Linked DNA regions of Macaca mulatta: region 2 is linked to region 1. Evidence: chromatin contacts called from public Hi-C data. All regions are on one chromosome and are shown on one strand. The core of a region is the stretch at or near the end of the contact, and the rest is flanking DNA. Distances in the headings are between cores, read along the strand shown.

Evidence for each region. A called contact is a pair of places that touch in the nucleus more often than the background predicts.
Region 2: a contact with region 1 is called in a Hi-C map of liver, with 4 times the contacts expected there. The contact joins the promoter of MTRFR here to the promoter of ARL6IP4 in region 1. A contact is called at or near these places in 4 of 14 Hi-C or Micro-C datasets (cortical neurons, fetal cortex germinal zone, fetal cortical plate and 1 more).

What each region holds. Positions count from the first base shown.
Region 1 is chr11:130,376,658-130,382,307 of T2T-MMU8v2.0, reverse strand. It overlaps ARL6IP4 (ADP ribosylation factor like GTPase 6 interacting protein 4), which reads right to left and starts at 2,834. Exons shown (of 6, transcript XM_077955686.1): 1 at 2,621-2,834; 2 at 1,737-1,856; 3 at 1,199-1,407; 4 at 934-977; 5 at 482-551; 6 at 110-400. The coding sequence starts at 2,801. The coding sequence ends at 344. OGFOD2 (2-oxoglutarate and iron dependent oxygenase domain containing 2) reads right to left here. Exons shown (of 6, transcript XM_077955669.1): 4 at 4,437-4,564; 5 at 3,999-4,256; 6 at 2,969-3,926. The coding sequence starts at 4,475. The coding sequence ends at 3,663.
Region 2 is chr11:130,632,612-130,637,696 of T2T-MMU8v2.0, reverse strand. It overlaps MTRFR (mitochondrial translation release factor in rescue), which reads right to left and starts at 1,523. Exons shown (of 3, transcript XM_015153070.3): 1 at 1,434-1,523. It overlaps MPHOSPH9 (M-phase phosphoprotein 9), which reads left to right and starts at 1,571. Exons shown (of 25, transcript XM_077955588.1): 1 at 1,571-1,888. The coding sequence starts at 1,571.

The DNA of each region.
Region 1 (5,650 bases), core at 1,585-4,084:
GAGGACACCCCAGCTTTTCCCGAAAGCTCCCGGAGCCCTTGTTTTCCCCTGGCAGTCATGTAGCACCCTTCCCTCCCCCTCAGCACAAAAAGCCACAGAACAGAGAAAGTCTCTAACCAGAGAACCTTTAATAGCTTAGAAGTGTCGCTGTTTCAGATGGGGGTGCCGAGCAGGCTGGTGACCCCATCCTCCACCCCCTGCCCCTGAGAAGAGGCTGGGCTGGGCCAGAGGCCAATCCACGGGGAAAAGGCCACCAGCACTCATCAGGCTTCCCACTGGCACCCTGAAGCCTGCCCAGGCCGGGTCGCCAGCACCGTCCACAGGCCTTGGCCAGCCGGGGCCCTCAGGGAAGCAACCCAGCTCGCATCTGGAAGGCCAGGCCGTCCCCGCGGGTGGCTTGCTGGGGAAGAAAGCACACAGGAGGAGGGGGATATCACAAACAGAGCTGGGGGTGGATGGCAGGCAGAGGGGCCACACCCACCTTGTTGATCTCTCTGTGTCGTTCTTTGGTTACGATTTCCTCTAGGACCTCACCATCTCCCTTAATTAGCCTGGGGGTGGGAGGGTCTCCATTCAGCAAGGAATAGGCAGCTCCCCTAATGCCAAAGGAGCAGAACCAGAAGCAGCCGGCAGAGGGTTCCCAGGCTCCTGCCCCGCAGCCTTGAGTGGGCAGACTCTGGGCCCTCACCCACTCTCCCTGATAAAGGCAGCCGAGCTGGGCTCCACCTTGACAGCCTCAGCCCCGCCAACAACAGCCCTTTGAAAAGCCTCCTCCAGGCCCTTCCAGCCCCTACAACTGCTTACTCGCAGTGATGGTTTTTTGCCCACATCTGGCCTTTTTCAGGCAGCAGCACCCCCACCCGGCCCGGCTCCTCACATCTTCGGCCAACACTCCCAGACCCCGCGGTGTAAGTCAGGCCGAGGGCTCCCCACCTGGTGCGCCCCGTCTCGGGGTCCACCACCTTGCGGATTATGCTCTGCCGGGCATCCCACTCCTCCTTGGTCATGGGCTTCATGGCCTGGATTCGGGACTTCTGCTCATCCGTCAGGACTGGAAGGGAAGATGGAGGTGGTGGCCAGGCCTTGGGAAGGGACCTTCTCCCTCTCAGGTGCTGGGCAGCACAGTACCTGGGCCATCCTCTTCCTCCCCAGCTGATCGGTGCCACTGGTCCAGCGAGGGGCCCGGCAGAGCCTCCACTTGCTGTGCTTCCACCTTCTCCTTGCCCTTCTTCTTCAGCTTCTTCTTCTTCTTCTTCCTCCTCCTCTTCTTGTCCTTGTACTTCCCCCGCTTCTTCCGGCCATCACTGGAGGAAGAGGAGGAGGACGAGGAGGAAGAAGAGCTAGAACTGGAAGAGGAGGAGGAGGAGCTGGATCGTGGTCTCCTCCGGGCCTTGTGCTTGCTTCTCTCTGTGATGCAGGGAGAAGGTGAGGCTAGAAGGCCAGGAGGGGAAGAGGTAAACCTTCGTCCCCTACTCTGGCCTGGGGCAGGCACAGACCATCTACAGGGTGAGCGCCTCCTGCGGGGCTTTCCAGAACACAGATGGAGCTTCCCGGAGGAGCCCCTTCCCGGCTCCCGTGGCGCCTGGCCCTCACATCTCAGGCCCGGATGCACAGAGGCATGACTGAGCGTCCCCGACCGCTGCTCGCCCCGACTTCCCCGGGAAATGGCTGTGCCTCCTCTCCCCGATGCCTGTGGTCCTCACCCTCCGCCCCGAGGGCCGTGCTGGCCTTGCGACCTTGGGATGCGGAGGCGTCCTTCCTGCTCTTCTTCTTTCTCTTTTCCGACCCCCGTCCCCGGGACCGGCTGCGACTCCTCGAGCGCTTGCGGGAGCCGACGTGAGCCATGGCGCCGCGGGCTAGCGACGGGGAGGAAGCGCTTGAGCCGAAGCCCCCCAAGCCGGCCACGGGCGGGCTCCAAGGGCGGCTCTAGCGGGGTTGGGGCCTCGCGGCGCCCAGTACCCGTCACCGCCCCGGGAAAATAAGCGACCCTCACCCACCCCCAATGCTGGGGACTCCGGCTTCTCATACCGACTCCAGTTCCCGCAGCGGCGCCTATTAAGGGCGCGCCCCCACCCGGAGGCCCCACGCCCGCGCACCCGGCTTGGAGCCCCTGGGAACCAGCCGCAGTCCGCCGCGAGTGGCGTGTGGGGCGCTTTCCCGCGCTCTCCTACCCTCCAGCCTAGCGCCCTCGCCGCCTCAAGGGGTCCCCTGGGGCTGTTCCGTTCCCACCTTGACCGCCCTGCGGGCCGGACAGCCCGCCCCACGCCTTCTCGAGAGGAAGCGGCGGCGAGAAGGCTTCCGGCCGGGGCGCTGCGCTGGAGGCTGTCCGGCCGGGAAGCGCGGCGCCACTGCCTTTCGTTCTGACGCCCCAGGTTCCGTTTTGGGCGCGCCCACCTCCCGCAGAGGCAAGGAGGGGCGCCGGGGCGAGGCCGTGCGCTGCAGCCTAGCGCCGGCCCTCGAGCTCCGCAGCCCCTCAGGCCTGTGTCTGCCGAAGCTGCGCCCGCTTCCAAGGCTGCCCTTTCGGTGCGCTCCCGCAGCACCCACGCCCCCGGTGCCCTGGGAAGAAGGCGACCCTCGCGCGCGCCGCCCTCCTCCCCGGCTGGTGCTGTCTTCTCCGTACGACTGTGAGCTCCAGAGTGAGACGCCCGGGTCTTTCCGACGAGCCCACCCAGTGACTCAGAGGTCGCAAACTCGTGTCCGTAGGGGCCAGAGAGATCTTGGCAGTGAGCGCGGGCATGGACCCAGGCCCATCCGGAGGGAAGCCGGGATTCTGCTCCAGCTGATCCGTGCAACAGGGGCATGGGGCTGGTGGCCCCACCTTCCCAGGGAGACCGAACTCAAGACTGCAATATGGAAGCCCCCTGATTTTCAAATGTGTAACCCAAATCGTGGCTGTGCGCTTCATCCGATTTCAGGCCCCCAATAGCAACTCTTCCACAATAATGACAGCCGCAAACACAAAGGGCTCTTGCAAAGCACTTTATATAGATACATCGGCGTATCTGACTCTCAAAACAGCTCTAGGAAGTAGGTGCTAAATGCGGAAACCAAGGCACCAAAAGGCAAAGGCTCATCCAGAGCCACACAGCTGGAAGTGGCAGCAGCAGAGTGGGAACCCAGGCAGCCTGGCTCCTGGCCCTGCCATTCCCCCTCTGCCATCTAGAAGATGCTACTGGTGGCCCACCGAGCCACTGGGGGGGATGCCTGCTGCTGAGGGTTCACATCTGTGCTGTCTCTGGAAGCTTCCCTTGGCTACTGGAAGGTACCCTGCCCTGGAGATAAGTGCATGGGAAGTTACTCACCCCTCTCTGGCCTCCTCATCTGGGAGCCAACCGATGGTGTGGGCACACTGTGGTACTGTGGGCTGTGCCTGGAGCTCTTTGCGGGTCCTGCTGAGGCTGGACTTCCTCTGAAGCCACCTCCTTGCCCAGCTGCTCCCTCCCCTCCCCTGCTTCCCTCACTCCCTTGCCGAAGCCTCATTCCACACTCTGCTTCCGACAAACCTGAACTAAGGCAGCCTGTTTGCCCAGAGGATGACCCAGAAGCTGGCACAGCCTCGAGCCAAGAAATGCGGTAGGCTGCGGGGAGTTTATTTCTGCCCCCAGCCCAAGGCGACAGAGCCCTCACCTGCCCTGCCACCCCCACACTGGGCCCAAGCAGCCTCAGGTGAGCGCACACACATCCACCGCGGTCGGCTCCTCTCTGGTGAAGCCATCACTGAAGCCCTCATCATCCACCAGGTCGGGCTCACAGCGGCACATGGGACAGAGGCGGTTGCGCACGGCAGAGGCTCGGAGCCAGACGACGAGGTTCCAACGCTCACCAGTGCCCAAGGGCCGGGCCCCATGTAGCTGGCCGCCACGGTGGAGAACACCCTGGCCCACCACGTGCTCCACCTCCAGGGGCTCCGTCAGGGCTGTGGGTGCCTGCAGATGGCACGGCTCAGGCCTGGGCACTCACAGCTGCCCCAGGTCCTGCCGCATGGGTCACACACTCACCTGGAAGAGGCCCCCAAAATACAGGGCGCCCCCTGTGAAGACCTTGCCCAAGGCCACATTGAGGGTGAGCTCGGCATTATCATAGTGGCAGCCCAGCTCGAGGTCCTGGCCCAGTGCGTATTTGACCACAAAGGCCCGGTGGCTGTCGAGCCGGCCCCCGCCACAGTCGGGGTACAGCAGGGCCATCAGTGGCTGCAGGAAGCGCTCCCGCAGTGGTGTCATCAGCGGCTCGTCCAGTCCGAGCTCGTGCAGCAGCACCTGGGAGGGGATTCCTGGGGTCAGCAAGGAAACTAGGGGGCTGCAACCCTGGGCTTCCACTCCGCCGTGATCCCACTGTGACCTTTCGCAGCCCGGGCAGGCAGCCCATCTGCAGCACCTCCAACACTGCCTCCTGACCTCAGCCACCCCCTCCTCTGCCACTGGCCAGGCCTCACCCACCCCGTAGTTGTTCATGGTGTTGGGCCTCCCCTTAGGCATGTCCGACTGCTCGAAGTGCTCCAGCTCTTCCAGCAGGGCCTGGCAGAAGGGTGCTGTGAACACAGGCACCCGGTAGATGCGCTTCTCCCCTGTGGAAGGAGGGATGGTCTGTTGGCCTGAATGTGGCTGTGGGCCGGCCAAGCCTGGGCTTCAGTCTTCCCGTGAACCATGTGAGTCTGGGCATGTCTGTTCACTCCCCCAAGCCTCAGTTTCATCACCTGTGCCATGGGGATAAGGCCCTCGCTTTTCAGGGCTGTTGTGATGACTGAAGTAACATGAGGAGCAGGGGAGGCTGATTCCCATGCCCCCCTACTTATGCCCGGAACCATTCCCCAGACTCCACAAGTGTCCACAGGGCTGGCCCTGGGAGCTCCCATATGGGTCCTGAGGCCCATAGAGGGAAAGGAAGTAGCCCAGCGACACCTGGCAGGCCAGTGACGGCCAAGCTGGGATCACAGAGCCAACTTCAGGCTCTCTGCACCTCCTTTCACCTGATGAGCCACCGAGGTCTGTACCCCAACTCAGAAGTGGCTCTGGGAGCCTCTGTCCCCCAGCAGGAAGGCCAGGAGAGGCTGTTCTTTCTTGCTGGGTCCTGGAGGGGGAAGAAGCCAGGCTGAGAATGGAAACCTAAACATTTCTTGGCAGATGCACCAGTGCCCAGGGGTGCAGGGCTAGTGTGCCCCCGATGGGGCCACCTCGCAGCCTGGGCCCTGCCCCAGCCAACAGCCTCAGCACAATCTCAGCTGCCGGGGAGTGGAAGGCAATGAGGAGAGCACCCCCAGGCTGGGAGGAGGGGAGTTCCTTCCACCCATGCCCCCTAACAAAGCACAGCCTCCATGAGGGGAAACATATCTGTCTCCCACAGGAGCCCCTAGCCCAGGCTATCAGTGCCAGTAAGAGGAAACACTTTCCAAACACTAGGTACGGGCCTGTGTCAGGCACTCTATGTAGATTAACTCACTTGATCATCACGGTGCCTTAAGAAAGGGGGTTACTGTTGCTCCCATTTTACAGATGAGGAAACTGAGTCACAGAGGTTAAACAATACGCAAACCTCCCTTGCCCAGCATTTCCTGCTGGGTTTAGCCAATAAGTAAGCCCAGCAGGAAATCCAAAGGTAAGAGGAGAAATGGGGCATTTTTTGCCCTACTTGGAGTCTGGCATGGCTCCAGGCC
Region 2 (5,085 bases), core at 274-2,773, 260 kb before region 1:
TTGGTATGGTCCAATTTAAGAAGTACTTGATAAGCCATGACATTACTGAAAACATGTTATTTGGTGGGGTCATAATTCTCGTCTATGAAATCAGGTACTAAGGAGATCACTGTGATGCCAAAAATATAGCCTGACTTCCCAGCAGGCTCACACTGAAAGATAAAACCATCTTCAATGAAGCAAGTCCTGGTTTAAACATAAAATATATTTTGGAATTATGTAATATAATTTAAAAAATCACGAAAAACAGGATAATATCAAATTTACCCTTTAAAAATTGCCAGGCGTGGTGCCTCATGCCTGTAATCCCAGCACTTTGGGTGGCCGAGGCAGGAGGATGACCTGAGGTCAGGTGTTCGAGACCAGCCTGGCCAATACGGCAAAACCCCGTCTGTACTAAAAATACAAAAAATTAGCTGGATGTGGTGGCAGGCACCGGTATTCCCAGCTACTCCGGAGGCTGAAGCAGAAGAATCGCTTGAACCCGGGAGGCAGAGGTTAAAGTGAGCCAAGATCACGCCATTGCCCTCCAGCCTGGGTGACAGACTGAGACCCTGTCCCTACCCCCCCTAAAAAAATAAAAAAAAGTAAAAAATAAAAATTGGTAGGTATACTTAGGAAGCTCAAATGAGATGGAAGGCCTCCTGGCAAATCTGTCATTCCAAGGGCAAATCCATCTCCTGGGTCGTGGAGGCCTAAGTGATAGTGCCAGGGAAGTTCCTTTACTGTGAGCCAGAACTCCTGGAGGGAAATCGAGGAGCTGGAAGGACCTTAAAGGTTAACTAGGCTGAAGAATGTGGCCTGCACAGTGCGCATGAAATGGGCTGGGGACCCACGGGAAGGAGAGCGGGTTCCCTTAGGTCCTTCAAAAGTAGGGCAGGGTGGCTGGCGCCTGTGATCCCAGCACTTTGGGAGGCCGAGGAAGGAGGATTGCTTGAGGCCAGGAGTTCAAGAACAGCCTGGGCAACATGGTGAGACACCCCCCCCCAACGTCTATTTAAAAAAACAAATATCTCCGCAGAAGCCTAGCGAGGGAAGTGCTGACCCCTACTACGTGCCAGGCCTGAAACAGCACCTGATGCGTGCTCACAGCTCCACTCAGCTAAGTACATGAGGATCCTTCCGTTTTGCCTTGGGCCTCCGTGGAACCGTTTTTTCCAGGACGGTAGTCTCTCCTCTCCCCTGCCCTAAGTGCTTGAACAGCCCCAGGGCCGACCCACAGCACCTAGCGTAAACCAGGTCTCGAGAAAACTGAGCTAGGGTGTCAGCGCCGGCCCCACCCCACCGCCAGCGCGGCCTCAGGTAAACTGGCTGCGCCACTCGGGGTCGCAAGACGGGAAAACCCCAGGCGTCCCGGCTCCCAGTCCTCTCTCCGGAGCCCTTGACAGTCGTCGGCAGCCGTAGGGTTACCTGACTTCTCCGCAGACACTTACCTGGTCTCAGGACCCGACTAGTGCCCTCAACGTTCTACAGGAACCCGAATCGCCGCAGCAGAGGACTCGCAATCGCGATCCCTGATCTGCGCACGCGCCGTACTCTGATCGCGGTTTCCCTCATCTACCAGAGGCTCATGTTTACTCACTGCGCATGCGACAAACTGAAGCTTCTTTCCCTCGTGGCAGCGGCTGGCTTCCAGAGAGCCAATCAGAGAAGAGGGTTTCCCAGCAACCCCACTCCCTTGTCACACCCCCGGGGTTGGACATCTCTGGTTGGAGCTGCGCGAGGGGGAAGGGCGAGGTGGACGCGCGCACCACCTTTGGCTGTCTCCGCCTCCTTCCGGGCAGCCAATCACCGGCGAGACGCCGGGCGCGCGCGCGCGCTCTCTCGAGTAACGGTCGCGAGAGGCCGCTCTCCTGACCCTGACATCGGCAGCGGGAGCGGCGGCCAGGTAAGCGGCCGCCAGCCTGCAGGGAGCTGTACGCCGCTGGGGACAGGGGACGAGACTTAGGAGACACCGTCTTAGCGGCCCCCTGAGTGTGGTGATGGGCTGGGGTGTGAGGAGACGGTGGCCGATGAACTTGACCCCACCGCAGCCCTTCGCGGTGTGGGCGCTCTGCCCGGCCGCGGTGCGCCTTTTCTAGACCCGGCGCCCTTGAGTGACACTCGCGCGGCCCAATAGCGGAGCGCCCTTCCCGAGGGGCGGGGGATTTGTGGTTTTATTTATTTATTTATTTATTTATTTATTTCCTCCCGTTTTTTGCCAAGGTGTCCCGGCTTCCTTTTGGGATCGCGGTTGTAGTTGAAGGAGCGGTGGCTTTTCTCCGTCCTCCCTGCTTTCCGTAGCTTAGGCGACTGCATGAATTCTCCCTCTCCTTCCCACAATGGCCACCAGCCATTGCGGGCTGGCTGTGAGCCCCAGAATGTCAGGATCTGGTCTCATCCCTATCTGAAATCTCTTTCTCTCCCCCAAGCCTCCAGGCAAGGCGGAGCGCCCAGTTAACTTTCATGTTTCATAACCGCCAATCGTTCCTTTTGCCCAGCTCCCTTTTTTTGCTAGGGGGTGGGGACACCAAAAGCGTCATATCTTGTTGCTGAGAAATGTAAAAGCTCTGCTCTTATATTCATTCTGTATCAAAATAAAAATTTTTTTTTTGCATTGTATATGTGGGTGTTTAAGGATTTTTCCCTCTTACTTCCCTGCCCTCCCCATAGCACCTCCACTCCAATAGAGAAGCATCCTTGAATTTGTAGTGGTTTTCCATCTGGATCTGCATCCGGATCCGGATTACCTCAGCAGGGGAAATAATAGATGGGGTTGCAGGTCCATCTCCCTGGAGAGCTTGTGTTTTCGTGGCATAACAGCACGGTGATTGGAATCCAGGTATTTCTGTTGCCAGTTGGAAGGGGCAGTCCTTGACTGTTTCAGTGCCCCATTTGTCGTGGGTGATGGGCTGAGCCACTGGGGAAAAGTCAATTTAGTTAGGTCCGGTTACCCTTTGCATTCACTCCTGTCCCTGAAGGAAATGGTCCCTGTTTTTGTGTAATGCTTTATAGAAGCAGGACCTAAAAGTGGGAATCTAGCGGAAGCGGAATACTAGACGGTATTCCTGTTGCACTCTCTAAGCTTTTCAGTTTGTGAGCAGCTGAGTTTTTTTTCCCTTTATTTCTCCTTTTTCTTCTTGCTCCCTTGCTCTTTTATAAATGCATGAATTCCCCAGGAAGGAGGCATCTTGTTTGACCTGTTACAGCCAATTTGCCATTGTATATACCCAGCTTCAGTGAAATTTTAGTTGGCCTGGCAAATAATTTTTTTATTTAGTATTTTTATTTTTATTTTTTAGGAGATGGAGTCTTGCTCTGTTGCCCAAGCTGGAATGCAGTGGCAGGATCATAGCTCACTGCAGCCTTGAACTCCTGGGCTCAAGTGATCCTCCCACCTCAGCCTCCAGAGTAGCTGGGACATGCTCCCAGTAGCAGCAGGCAGGCTCCAGTGTGTCCAGCTGGTTTATTTTCTAAGAATAGCTGCACAGAGACAAAAGACCATATATATAGTTCAAAATGTACTTCCACACAATGGGGAAGCTATGGTTGTTAACAGTTTAATTGGCTCTTTTTAAAACAAATATTAAGTAGTTCAGTTCTTCTAGTCTCTGTATAAGTCAACAAACATATATACTTGGTAGAATTTATTAAACAAATGAATAAGGCATGCAAGTATTCCAATTGTTACATAATAGAATTGTATCTAGAACCTTCATTGTAAAGCCTGGCAAAATGGTTTGCACTGTAATCCCCCCTGCTCAGAAGGCTGAGCGCTTGAGGCCAGGAGTTGTAGACCAGCCTGGGCAATGTAGCAAGATGCTGTCTCTAAAAAACAGAACGTTGATTATGAAACATATAAAAATCTGAAATATTACCTGAAAAAGGTGATGCTACTTTTGCAAATAATCCTTGATGTAGATTTTTAATTGAGATACATAATACATAATTCATATACCATAAAATTCAGCCTTTTAAAAGTGTACAATTCAGTGGTTTTTAGTTCACAAGGTTGTCCAGCCATCATCACTAATTTCAGAATTTTTTATCACCCCAAAGGAAACTCCATACCAACTGCACTCACTCACATTCTCTCCTTCCTCCAGCTCCTGGCAGCCATTTGTCTATAAATTTGCCAATTCAAGATATTTCATATCAATGAAATCATATAGTCTGTGGTCTTTTGTGACTGGCTTTTTTTACTTAGCATAGTAGCTTTAGTGTTCATCTGTGTTGTAGCATATGTCTTTTTATGGCTGAATCCTAGCCTGTTCTATGGATATGCTTCATTCGTTTATCCATTTAGCCACTGATGGACATTTGGGTGGTTTCTACATTTTGATTATTATGAATACTGTTGCTATCCTTAATGGAGATCTGCATGAAAGAAGTTAAGGTTTCCAAAGTTATGTAAAAGCAGTTGCTAGGTTTAGTGGCTTTTTATAGTAGTTTCTTTTCCCCCATTCATTTTCAGACTCTCTTGGAAGTTTAGGATATTTCACAGTTCTGAATGTTAGCCACTGAAAATGCCAGTAGACGATGAAGCCTCTGAAGATGACACGGATTCACTTTCCTCAAACAGTCCAAGAACCTTTATTTTCAAATAAGAGAATATAACAATTTCTTTACACTATGGAAGAGTTTGACTTGGTGAAAACCTTACACAAAACTTCATCTTCTGTAGAATCTGATAAAAATTCTCTGCATTCTCTTGGACTGAACTTAAATACTGATAGGTAAGAATGGGATTTTAGAAAATGTAACAAATCAGAATAACCTTATTTGCATACATTTACCAGTTTATCCAAATAGTGTCAGAGTTACTGATTTGAATTATTATTATTATTTTTTAACCTATCAAGAATGTTCAGGGAGGCTGGGCGCGGTAACTCATGCCTGTAATCCCAGCACCTTGGGAGGCTGAGGCGGGTGGATCACCTGGCACCAGGAGTTGGAGACGAGCCTGGCTAACATGGTGAAACCTGGTCTCTACTAAAAATACAAAAATTAGCCAGGTGTGGTGGCGTGTGCCTGTAGTTCCAGCTACTCGGGAGGCTGAGGCAGGAGAATTGCTGGAACCTGGGAGGCAGAGGTTGCAATGAGCCA